Linked DNA regions of Gossypium hirsutum: region 2 is linked to region 1. A link is a contact called in public Hi-C data. All regions are on one chromosome and are shown on one strand. The core of a region is the stretch at or near the end of the contact, and the rest is flanking DNA. Distances in the headings are between cores, read along the strand shown. Region 1 overlaps LOC107950530 (a long non-coding RNA gene). Region 2 holds the start of LOC121215342 (F-box/kelch-repeat protein At5g60570).

What was found. A called contact is a pair of places that touch in the nucleus more often than the background predicts.
Region 2: a contact with region 1 is called in a Hi-C map of leaf, with 2.7 times the contacts expected there. The contact joins the promoter of LOC121215342 here to the enhancer-like site in region 1. A contact is called at or near these places in 3 of 34 Hi-C or Micro-C datasets (all in leaf).

Annotation. Positions count from the first base shown.
Region 1 is chrD03:9,412,039-9,417,607 of Gossypium_hirsutum_v2.1, reverse strand. LOC107950530 (a long non-coding RNA gene) reads right to left here. Exons shown (of 2, transcript XR_001698086.2): 2 at 4,986-5,437. Among protein-coding and RNA genes, the nearest start is that of LOC107950530, 4.5 kb to the right of the region's middle. Within about 2 kb of position 2,062, at least 5 of the 9 cell types and tissues checked have an H3K27ac peak or open chromatin away from gene starts, as enhancers often do. A contact at or near this core is called in leaf, where this site is marked.
Region 2 is chrD03:9,914,963-9,920,531 of Gossypium_hirsutum_v2.1, reverse strand. LOC121215342 (F-box/kelch-repeat protein At5g60570) reads right to left here and starts at 2,797. Exons shown (of 2, transcript XM_041089729.1): 1 at 2,476-2,797; 2 at 1-623. The coding sequence starts at 593.

The DNA of each region.
Region 1 (5,569 bases), core at 813-3,312:
AAAGGAAATATTGAATGTTTGGGGTTTTAGGAAATTGTGTCCTAACGTATTGGGCTGCGATTTCTTCATAAATTTTAAACAATTAGATATTTTCTTAAATTTTATTACACGATTTTTTTGGACTAACTCATCTTGAAGAGAATAAAATGTTGTGCCCTAACGCATTGGTTGTGATATTTTTCTTTTTTCAAAATGCGAAAGTCTTAATAAATAATTTAATTTAATTAAGGATCGCATTTTTTTAACTCTCGACTTTAAGACATTAATTAATCAATTTGGTACCAACTTTTGGGCGTTACGAGGGTGCTAATCCTTCCTCGTACGTAACTGACTTCCGAATCCGTTTTTCTGATATTCGTAGACCAAAGTCGTTTTTTTGGTGATCCAATCACACCTTAATAAAAGATTGGTGGCAACTTCCAATTTTTATTTTTTTAAGTCGACAACTAAATTTTTGTTTTTTTCCAAAAATTAACAAATGGTTTCGACACATGTCATTTGCTACATGTTGTTCATACATTAATTGTTTTTTATATAATACTATTAGTATATTTGGCTACTTTGTATAATGTTTGAAAAGTTTATGTACCAATTTGGATCCAAAAAAAGCTTACGTAACAAATTAAGAAAAAAAATATCAAGTTTAGGTATCAAATTGGACATAAAAACCAATGTACCAAATTAAGAAAAAATGAAGTTTAGTTACCAAATCTAAATACTAACAACTTTTTTTTTAATAATTGGGGTAGGAAGTTGGTTAAGATTAAACGCAAGCTTTCATGCCTACAATTTAATACTTTCGCTATTAGGCTAAAAGGTTATTGGAGCTAATAGCAACTTAAATATTTCTTTTATAATGGCAAAATTAAAATACTAAACAATCTTGTAAATGAAGAAATTTTTTGAACAAATTACAACGCGCCATGTTTCAAGCACAAGTTGCCATATGTGAAAAATGATGAAGTAGCATAGTATGTCATTATTATTTTTCTCCAATTAATTAAGAGATAAGTAATTAAATAAAAAGTTACAATATTAAATTATTATTATATTTATAATAAATTAAATTAATTATGAGATAAATAATAAATAAAAGAGTTTAGTCCTTGTAGGGCACTCATATGAAGAGGCTATATTGTATAAAAACTCTTTTACTTGACCAATTGACAATCAAAGGGTTACCTCCAAAACGTTCAAGATAGCATTACAAGTTCAGAAGTCCAAAAGTTCATAAATAAAAGCTTGGATAGAATATTTTTAAAGACTAAAAGTTTTCATCAAAATCTCCAAAAATATTGTAGAAATCAAAGAAATTCTAAAGAATGTCAACATTAGTTATGAAAAATGTTACTCTCCTATCTTGTTTAACAAAAAGGAGGCTAAATACATTCTTCAAGATGAAGTCTAAAAGGATATTGAAGTATAATAATTTATCCTAGATCAAGTCTCGAAGACCCTTGGATCAAAGTTCTTTCCCAATCTAGCTACATCAATATGAAGGAAATAAAACTCATTCTTCAATGTCAAGTCTCAAGAACTCTTGAAGCAAATACCTTAACTCAATATCAAGTATTGCAAGTACTACAACATGGTTCCTGTAGACTAACTACCCTAATAAACAAGCTCGTAAGAAATACTAGGAATGCAAAACATCCAAAAAAACACTACATAAAGCTTTTCCAGAGCAACAAAATTATCTTTCATATAAATAAAAAGAAAAAGCCCTCAAAGGGCCATGAATCCTTGAAATCCATACACCAATCCTCCAAGGGTAAATTGTCCCTCCACAGTAGAAAAACTTAACAATTGTTCACAAAAAACATCAAATATAATTTAAAATCGAAACCAATCATCAATAAATTCATTTTCAATGGTAGAAGTTGTCACACGGCCAACTACAACATTTGACTCAAAACTCGGAGCAACAATCGGGGAAGTAACGTCAGCAACCTTATGAGCTACAATTATTTTACGTGCGTGCGTTTTGAACTTCCTCTACAGTGGGATTTATAACCCTCCTAAATAGGATAGAACAACTGGAATGGGCCATCCTTCAATTGGACATGGATTAATATCCAATCACGACACCCAGCGCCAATGTTCACAATCAACTCTAACAAGCCATCCTTTTTAACTTTATCTACATATAATTATTTATTCAAATTTTGCAACTACAAGACCATAGACTTCTTTTCCTTCTACAATAACGAAACCTCCAACTGATCCATGTTTGCATGACTGTTCGTCTATAGATGCTACTTCAGGGCCTCTAACACTTCCTCTAATAACTGAATTTTCTACTCTTGATCATGTTTCTCCTTTTCTGCAATCTCATAGTAACTAGCAAAAACCCCTAATTGCATAGAAACTGCTTGCCAATAAACAAACAATATCATTAGTGTTAAAATGATCAAGAATTCCTTCATCTCTATCAAATACTAACAGTACATTCTACATTTATAGACTCTGCTAACTAACAAACTAACTTGCATAAAACTAACTCTAACTACCCAGCTAACTATTTTCCTTCTCAACACTCCCCCTCAAGTTCAGGGTTGATATATATCTTTAACCCCCAACTTGGATACTAAATATTCACGCTACTTAATTCCTAAAGCTTTTGTCATTAAATCCGCAAGTTGTTCAGTTGTTCCAACATGCTGCATCTGAATCAATCCTTCTTTAATTTTATCTTGGACAAAATGACAGTCAATTTCTATATGCTTAGTTCGTTCATGAAAGACAGGGTTGGCTGCAATTTGTAGAGCTGCCTTACTATTTGAAAAAATCATAGACTTATCAGGCTGGCTAAGACTGATTTCTTTTAATAAACCATTCAACCAAATAACTTATGCTACTACTACTGCCATACTTATATACTCAGCTTCTGCTGACGATCGAGAAACAGTGGTTTGTTTTTTTTTACTTCTATGAAATGAGAGACTCTCCAAGTTTAACACAGAAACCAGTCACTGACCGCCTAGACATGGGACATGAAGCCCAATCAGAATCACAAAAGGCAATGAGCTGCGGTTTACTAGCTGCAGATAATAGAATACCTTGGCCAGGATTTTTCCTTATGTATCATACCACCCGAAAAACAGCCTCCAAATGTGATTTTTTTGGTTTGTGTATGAACTGGATCAAGTGTTGAACTGCAAACATTATGTCGGGTCGCGTATTGGTCAGCTATAGCAACCTTCCCAAAAGTCATTGATATACTGCAACATCCGCGATTAAGTCATCCCTATCAACCTTTGTTTGTACGAATTCATCATATTCAACCGAGGTAAGTTTTTGATTCTATTCAAGAGGTGTACACATTGATTTCGCTTCTCCTAATCCCAGATCTGCTAACAACTCCAAAGCATACTTTTGTTAGTTCAACACAATTCCTTCGCTCGATCTCATCACCTCTATTCTAAGAAAGTACTTCAACGTACCTAAATCTTTCATCTTAAAATTTTGGTGCAGAATCTATTTTAGTTCATTTATCATACTAATGCTACTCTCTGTAATTAACAGATCTTCAACATAAATGACTAAGATGATTATGTTACCCCCGTTCCTTTTTGTGAACAAGGAATAATCATACTTGCTTTGCACATAGCCTCCTTGCGTTAAGGCATCAGTGAGCTTTAAATTCCATTATCGAGAGGCATGCTTCAAACCATACAGTGACTTACACAGATGACACACTTGAGACTCCCCCTGGCTACGAAAACTATCTGAAAGTTCCATATAGACCTCTTCACACAAGTCGCATTGTAAAAATGCGTTGTAAACATCCATTTAAAAAATAGGCCAATCATGAATGGCTGCCATGCTAACAACAATCCTAACAGTGACATGTTTAACTACAAGGGAAAAATTCTCCTGAAAATCAACACCAGCCTGTTGATTATATCATTTCCCAACCAGCCGGGCTTTAAAACGTTCCACCAAACCATCAGAGTTATGCTTGGTTTTATAAACCCACTTGCAACCAATGGGAACTGCACCAGCAGGTAAAGGAATAACCTCTCACATACCATTGGCCTCCAAAGCTTAAATATCCTATTGCATCGCATCGACCCATCTTGGATTCGAGATGGCCTCAGCATAGGTTTGAGGCTCAATCAAAGAAGAAATATAGGTTGTAAACAATTGAGTATGAACAAGCAAATGCAATGAGGAGTAAACATGAGAAATGGGAAACAAACCTATGGCACAAGAAGTGAAAGATTGGTTGGAGCAGACATAATCCTTCATCCAAGTAGGTGGCTTGACAGACCGTGTACTGCGACGTAAAGAGGTAACAGTAGGTGTCGAGGGTACTGGATGGGAAGAAGAAGATACGGGTAAACTAGGTGAAGATGAAGGAATAGGAATAGAAGGCGAAGGTTCAAGTTGAAGAAAAATAAAGCTATCAGTGACAGGGAAAGGCAAAAAGTGTTTGGTAGGAAAAGTAAAAGGAAACACTGTCTCATGAAAAACAACATCACGATTAACAAAGAAAGTTTTTGTTTCAAGATTGAACAATAAGTAACCTTTCTGCACAAGAGAGTAACCCATAAACACAGACGGAATGGCCTTAGGAGAAATTTTATCACAATAGTTAGGTGAGGTAGCATAGGCAAGACAACCAAAGACTTTCAAACTAGAAAAATTTGGAGTTGTATTATACAATAGCTCAAAAGGACATTTCTAATTTAAGAGATGAGTAGGGAGATGATTAATCAAAAAACAAGCAATTAAAATGTATTCACCCCAAAATTTACTAGGCATATGAGACTAGAATTTTAGTGACCGAGCCACTTCAAGCAAATGTCTATGTTTTTGTTCAGAACTCCATTCTGCTAAGGAGTGTGAACACATGAACTTTGATGTAAAATGCCAAACATACTAAAAAAATCATTGCATTCATTCTTGAATAATTCATACCCATTATCACTACAATCAATTTTAATGCTAGTGGAGAATTGGTTCTTAACCAAGACAAAAAATTGTTTGAAACATACAAGCACATCACTTTTATACCGTAACAAATACACCCATGTCATCCTTGTGTAATCATCAACAATTGTTAAGAAAAACCTATGATCAGTATGAGTAAAAACTTGATAGGGTCCCTACAAGTCTATGTGAATAAGGGAAAAAGCTACAGCAACACGAGACATGCGAATGGGAAATGGGAGCCTAGTTTGTTTAGAAAATAGACATACAAGACATTTATGTATACTATCAACATCTGAGACTGTACAGGAAAATTTAAGGACCTTATTGAGTCTTGAAACCGAAGCATGGCCAAGTCTAGTATGCCAAAGAAATGATGAGTCAATGAAGCAACATCTGTAACGGAAGGAGGTAAAACCACACTAGTCTATCGAGACGGATCTAGGATGTAAAGACCACCTCGTGCCTTACCAATCCCCCTCATCTTTCCACTTGAGAGATCCTATATGAGACAAAAATGGGGGTAAAATGAAACAACACAATTGAGATCAACAGTAAGTTTAGAAATGGAAAGAAGATTATAATAAAATTTTGGAACATAAAGGACTCTAGTTAACTGAAGGTCGGGTGAAAT
Region 2 (5,569 bases), core at 1,548-4,047, 500 kb before region 1:
GCACAAGTAAAACAATCATCACATGGAATCCTAGGTAATCTTATCCATTTCTGTCTCATAGGATCAAAAGCTTCCCAAGGCATCATATTACAGGCCAAATAAACCCAGTGTTCAATTATGCCAAGCTGACGTCTCAGTTTATATAAATATCCACTGCCTATAAGTGACCTAAATTTTCTGTTTAAACAGGCCAGATTTGGATAGTTGGATCTGCTGCTCCATGCCAGTATGTCCAGTGCCATGTCATCATTAAGACCAGGTAGTAGACTGTTATCCGATGATTGTCCACCATGATTTTCTCCCGATCTTACCACAATTATAGGTTTTTTTCCATTTAGTCCCATGTAGCCAAAAGTTAAAGCATGCACTTCCTTGTCCAGCAAATCTTGCCCAACACCTTTTGTATTAGTTTTATGAACTAAGAGAAGATATGCCAATAAATGCCAATCATCTGGTGAAATTCTCAAATTCTGATTGGAAGGCAGTGGAAGCTGCAATGAGACATGACTTTGCAAACCAGCCATTACAGGTGATTCATGTTCTACACCTTCTACTTTCATCTTTGGCTGCTTAAGTGAATCTCGGAACACCATTTGAGAGAATGTGCAGTACACAACTATTCCCTAGAAAAGGGAAAAAATTAGATAAAAAAAAGTGATAATACCAAAAAGAAAATCCACAAAATATAATCAATTATAAGATTATTGTATCAAATTTTTCTTTATCAATCTTGTTATCCTACCAAAGGATAGGCTTCCTTCTATCTCAATGCTTAATTTTAAACCAATGTTTTCCCTCCTTAGAAGGGAACAGCACTGTCGATAAAAAGGCAAACAGCTTTAATACAGCCAATGAGCTTCTAAACTTTTCTGGTCACTAGTCAAATTAATGAAAACAAGATTAAATTCCATAGAGGACATATGTTGCCAAGGGATAAAGGTACACTCCAGGTGCTAAAAACCCTTGTATTGCCTCAGGCAGAAGGGGCAAAAAAAAGTTCACCTGATTGAAGTAAGGTGCAATATGCATGCATATGCATATATGTATATGTGGTGTGTATATGTAAGGCTAAGCAATATAATTATGATAAAACACTTTTATCCAATTTATCTACAAAACAAGGAACTTTTTTATTGTTGGCCAATATGCAAAAGTTCCTATTGGTTCCATGTCTGCTGTTCAATACACAAATATTACAAAATAGAGTTTTGATAATATCCCATTTCTTACAAGTAAAGGTACATCTAATGAAAAAGTTGAAAACAAAAGCAATTAAAGAGAACTTCAATTAGGCGGATTTTATATGCCCATCGCCTTACAAAAAAGCACGCCTACGCACACTAGGCGAGCGCCTAATCAAATGTGCCTCGCCCAAAAGGGTCTGAGGTCCTTTGGTTGTCTGAAGCTAAGGCGCAAAAGCATAGGCACACCTTGACAACACAGTATGGTTCAATAAATTAACAATGCATCACTTCAGTATCATCTTCCTATGGGCAAATTAACAGATCATATAGACTCATAAAAAGATCAAAAGCCTGAGATTGCACTGCCATTGATACGAATATACCCAGGAAAACCAAAAACGAGTAGATGTTGCAACAAAATCTGCATGAAAGCAGTATCAAGAACGCAAGCAATATTGCCTAAGACTAACTCAAATCAAAGCTTCAGCCCATTAATGTCCCTTTTTTATTCAAAAGAAGCAGGACAGACATATGAATAACAACTTTTAAAACAACACTTCATCATATAAAACAACACTTTCCCATCTAAACGCAGCGCTGACTATTCATTTCCTGCTTCCAAATGTAAACAGTGCTTCAATCCTTGGAGGAACTGACCCCATGAACAAATTTTTTTCCACAACTCTTACTCTAATAGAAAAGAATCATTTACTTTTATTAGACACCTAAAAAGTGAAAGATAAATTTCTTTATTTGAAAGGTCAAAATGGACACATGGAAAACTTATAGCACCACGTAGAGATTTTCAAGTTTTTCTTTGTTTTTTACACACGATGTGGCAAAAATAGGAGGCATGCCATCCCAAAAATGGAACTGGAGACCTTCAAGATGGGGAGCCTTAAGTTCTAATCAGTGGCATGTCATCGCCAATGGATAGGATATGTGTGTTAAATATGATAATTATCTGCTAAATTTCTGAAATGTCTTGAAAATTGTTGACGGTTAGTAGTTACTGTTATAACTCTCCATTTGTTCTTGTCATCCACTCTTACACTTAATTATAAACTCAAGATATCTGATAATCCAACATGCAATTTTTACTTGATTCTAGGGAAAAAATCATATCAGAAACATACAAAGCCCAGAAAAATTCAACAAGAAAATAAAAAGGAAACAACGTATTTGAAAAATAAAACAAGAAATGAAATGAATTCTACAACTGAAGCTAAAATCTAGCAAATCTTAACATGTAACGAATTAAGATTGAAGTCAAAGAATAATCAGTCCTCACCTTAAGTGAATCAAAATCCGACAAAATTCTTTCGCTCACAGAAATTTCCACGAAAACCGATCTGTGAGAAAAAATTCAAAGGAAAGAAAAAAAAACAAAACCCCTAATTCGCATTACTCTACAGCTTCGATTACCCCCCAAATTCTCTCTCTCCCTTATTTTAAGCTTAGGAACCATATTCCCATATATAGTAAAATATTTATAAATATAATTATGTGAAGAGGATTTTTATCATTTTTCACTTTCTCTCTGAACGCTAGAGAGAGATTTTTTTTATTGGAAAAAGTAATTACTCCTCTCAATAATAATCTCCCATATCATTAACCTAGTGGCGGACCATGTATTACATATATTAATTAAAATATAGTTTATTTTTAGTTTAAATATTCAATTTTTTTTAAATAATTGATGACATATACAACAAATTGAAAATAATAATATAAAATAGATAGGTTAAAAATAAAGAAATTGAAATACTTTTAATACAATAGTTGGTATATATCTTTTACTTTATATATTGAAGAGATACGTTTTTAAATTTATAATGAGATAATATATTAATTTTTAATGTATAAAATTATCATTATAATTTAAATTATTCAAAAGATAATATATAAACTTTATATATAATTTTTCAAAAATAAAAAATTTTACTAATCCATGCATCTTTTGAGAAAAAATTGAATAGTTACTTAAGGTTTCTAAAAAAAATTATTGAAAGAATATATAAAATTTGAAAATAAAATTACAAAAGAGAACGAACTTTTAAAGCCTATTAGGTTTATTTTCTTCTCATATTTTTAAAATTTTTATATATTTTTTATTTTCTTACCTAAAAACTTTAGATAAAATTATTTAACCCTTTTAAATTTTACTTAATATTTCAAATTTTATTTATTTAAAATTGATATAAAAATATAATAATTTAATGATGTCCACGAAATCAATTAAAAATTTGACTAAGGCAAGTGCACCTAGAGGTGTGCATGGGTCGGGCTGGGCTAGGTTTGGGCTGGGCCCAACTAAAAATTTAGGTCCATTTGCTAGGCCCGGCTTGAAAAACGGGCTTAAAATTTTGCCCAAGCCCAACCCGGATAAAAATGTTAAAACTCGAGCTCGACCCGGCCCGCCCATATTAATTTTTATATAATTTAAAATATATATAATACATCAAAAATACTAAAAACATTAAAATAAATATTTCTCAATAAATTGAAAATAAATTTTAAAAATATGTATACTTAAATAACACTAAGATAGATGCAACTTAACAAGCAAATGCCTCTAAAATAAGAACAAAATTAACAAATGTCTTTAAAATAATAACAAATTTAACAATAAAATAAGTTTTATACAATATCCAAACAATAACAACAAAATAGCAGCAACATAATAGTAAAATGGTAGCAAAATAGGGAGAAAATAATATTTAAAAAAATAATTTTTTTGTCCTTTAGTGAATTCGAGTCGGGCCTGGCCTTGTCCAAAAATGCCTTACCCGAGGCCCGGCTCGTTTTTTAAACGAGCCTTATTTTTTTGGCCAAGCCCATTTTTCAAGCCTATATTTTTGCCCAAACCCTCCCACATTTCGGGCGGGACTTCGGGTCAGACCAGGTGGCTCAACCCATGAACAAGTCTAAGTGCACCTATTAATTAATAATATAGTTAAGGTGAGCAAAGATATCGTTCCTACGAATACTAGAAGTACTAGTAATTACTATCTTTCTATTATTTAATCGATAAATTCGAGTGATGGATTAAAACTAAAATTAACTATATTAATTAACTACGATTACAACAAAGAATAATTCAGGAAAATAAATGATTAACAACCAAGAAGCGAAACAATATCCAAGAAAGAATTCACCTAGACTTCATCTGTCACTATCAATCTAAATTACACAATTTCTTCACTTAGTGTCTTGATCCGTAGAAATTCCTAAATTATGCTAATATCTCTTTCGAGAGTAAGAGCAACTGACTCTAGATTGATTAATTGAAATTTCTTTCTAATTAAAACCCCTATTATCGTATTAACTTGAGTTATGAATTCCCCTATTAGATTTGACTCTAATCTGGTAGATTTATGTCGTTTTATTTCTAGGATTGTATGCAACTCCACTCAATTACGTTAGATCTACTCTTAAATAGGGTCTATTCCTTCTCTGATTTAAGCACATCAAACATAGATCAATAATCTAGAAATATTAAAGTAAGAATTAAGCACAGATAATTGAGAATAAGATCTAAGTATTTATTGCGTAAAATAAAAATCAAATGACAGAATTCATCATAGGGTTCATCTCCCAAGGTATTTAGAAAATTAGTTCATGCTTGCAAATAAAAACTTCCTAAAGACAGTATATCCAAAAGAAATAAAAAAACTCATTACAATATCTTGAGAAATCAACTGGGAGTCTTTAATCTTGATGGAAATCTGCTACAGAATGGGTTTCAATGGTGTTTTTCGAGTTGCTTCCTTGAATATTCTATGTGGGTCACTCCTATCTTCATATTTTTTTCATATATATATGTCTTAGAATACCCGAAAAATTTAAAAATCGTGTTTTCTCGCAGTTTAGGGTCCAAATTTGTGAAATTTACATGACCTGCCAAATGGACATATGGCAGCTTCTATGGCTCACACGACCGTGTGGTAGCTTGTGTGGCTCACACGACCGTGTGGCTAGGCCGTGTGGAAAGGGTTAGCCTATGTGCCTCCTATAACTCACTCCGATTTTTCGATTTTCACTTGTTTTTTGCTCCTTTTGCTCCCAAATGCTCTCCTAAGTATAAAAACATGAATTTAAAATATTAGGAGCATAAAATTCACCATTAACATAGAATAATCACCCAAAAACGCATTAAGAATGAGATTAAAACATATTACTTTTAACACCTATCATTTAACACAAAATTTGTCCATGTGTCATTAATAAAAGATGTCCACATCAACTTTGATCTAAAATTTTGTAATATTGTATATTACTTTTCTTACTCAACAATGCACAAATTTAGTTATATGTATCAATTAAAATATATTAAAATTATTTTTTACTTTTGTATAAATTTACTTTTATGTTTAATATTATAA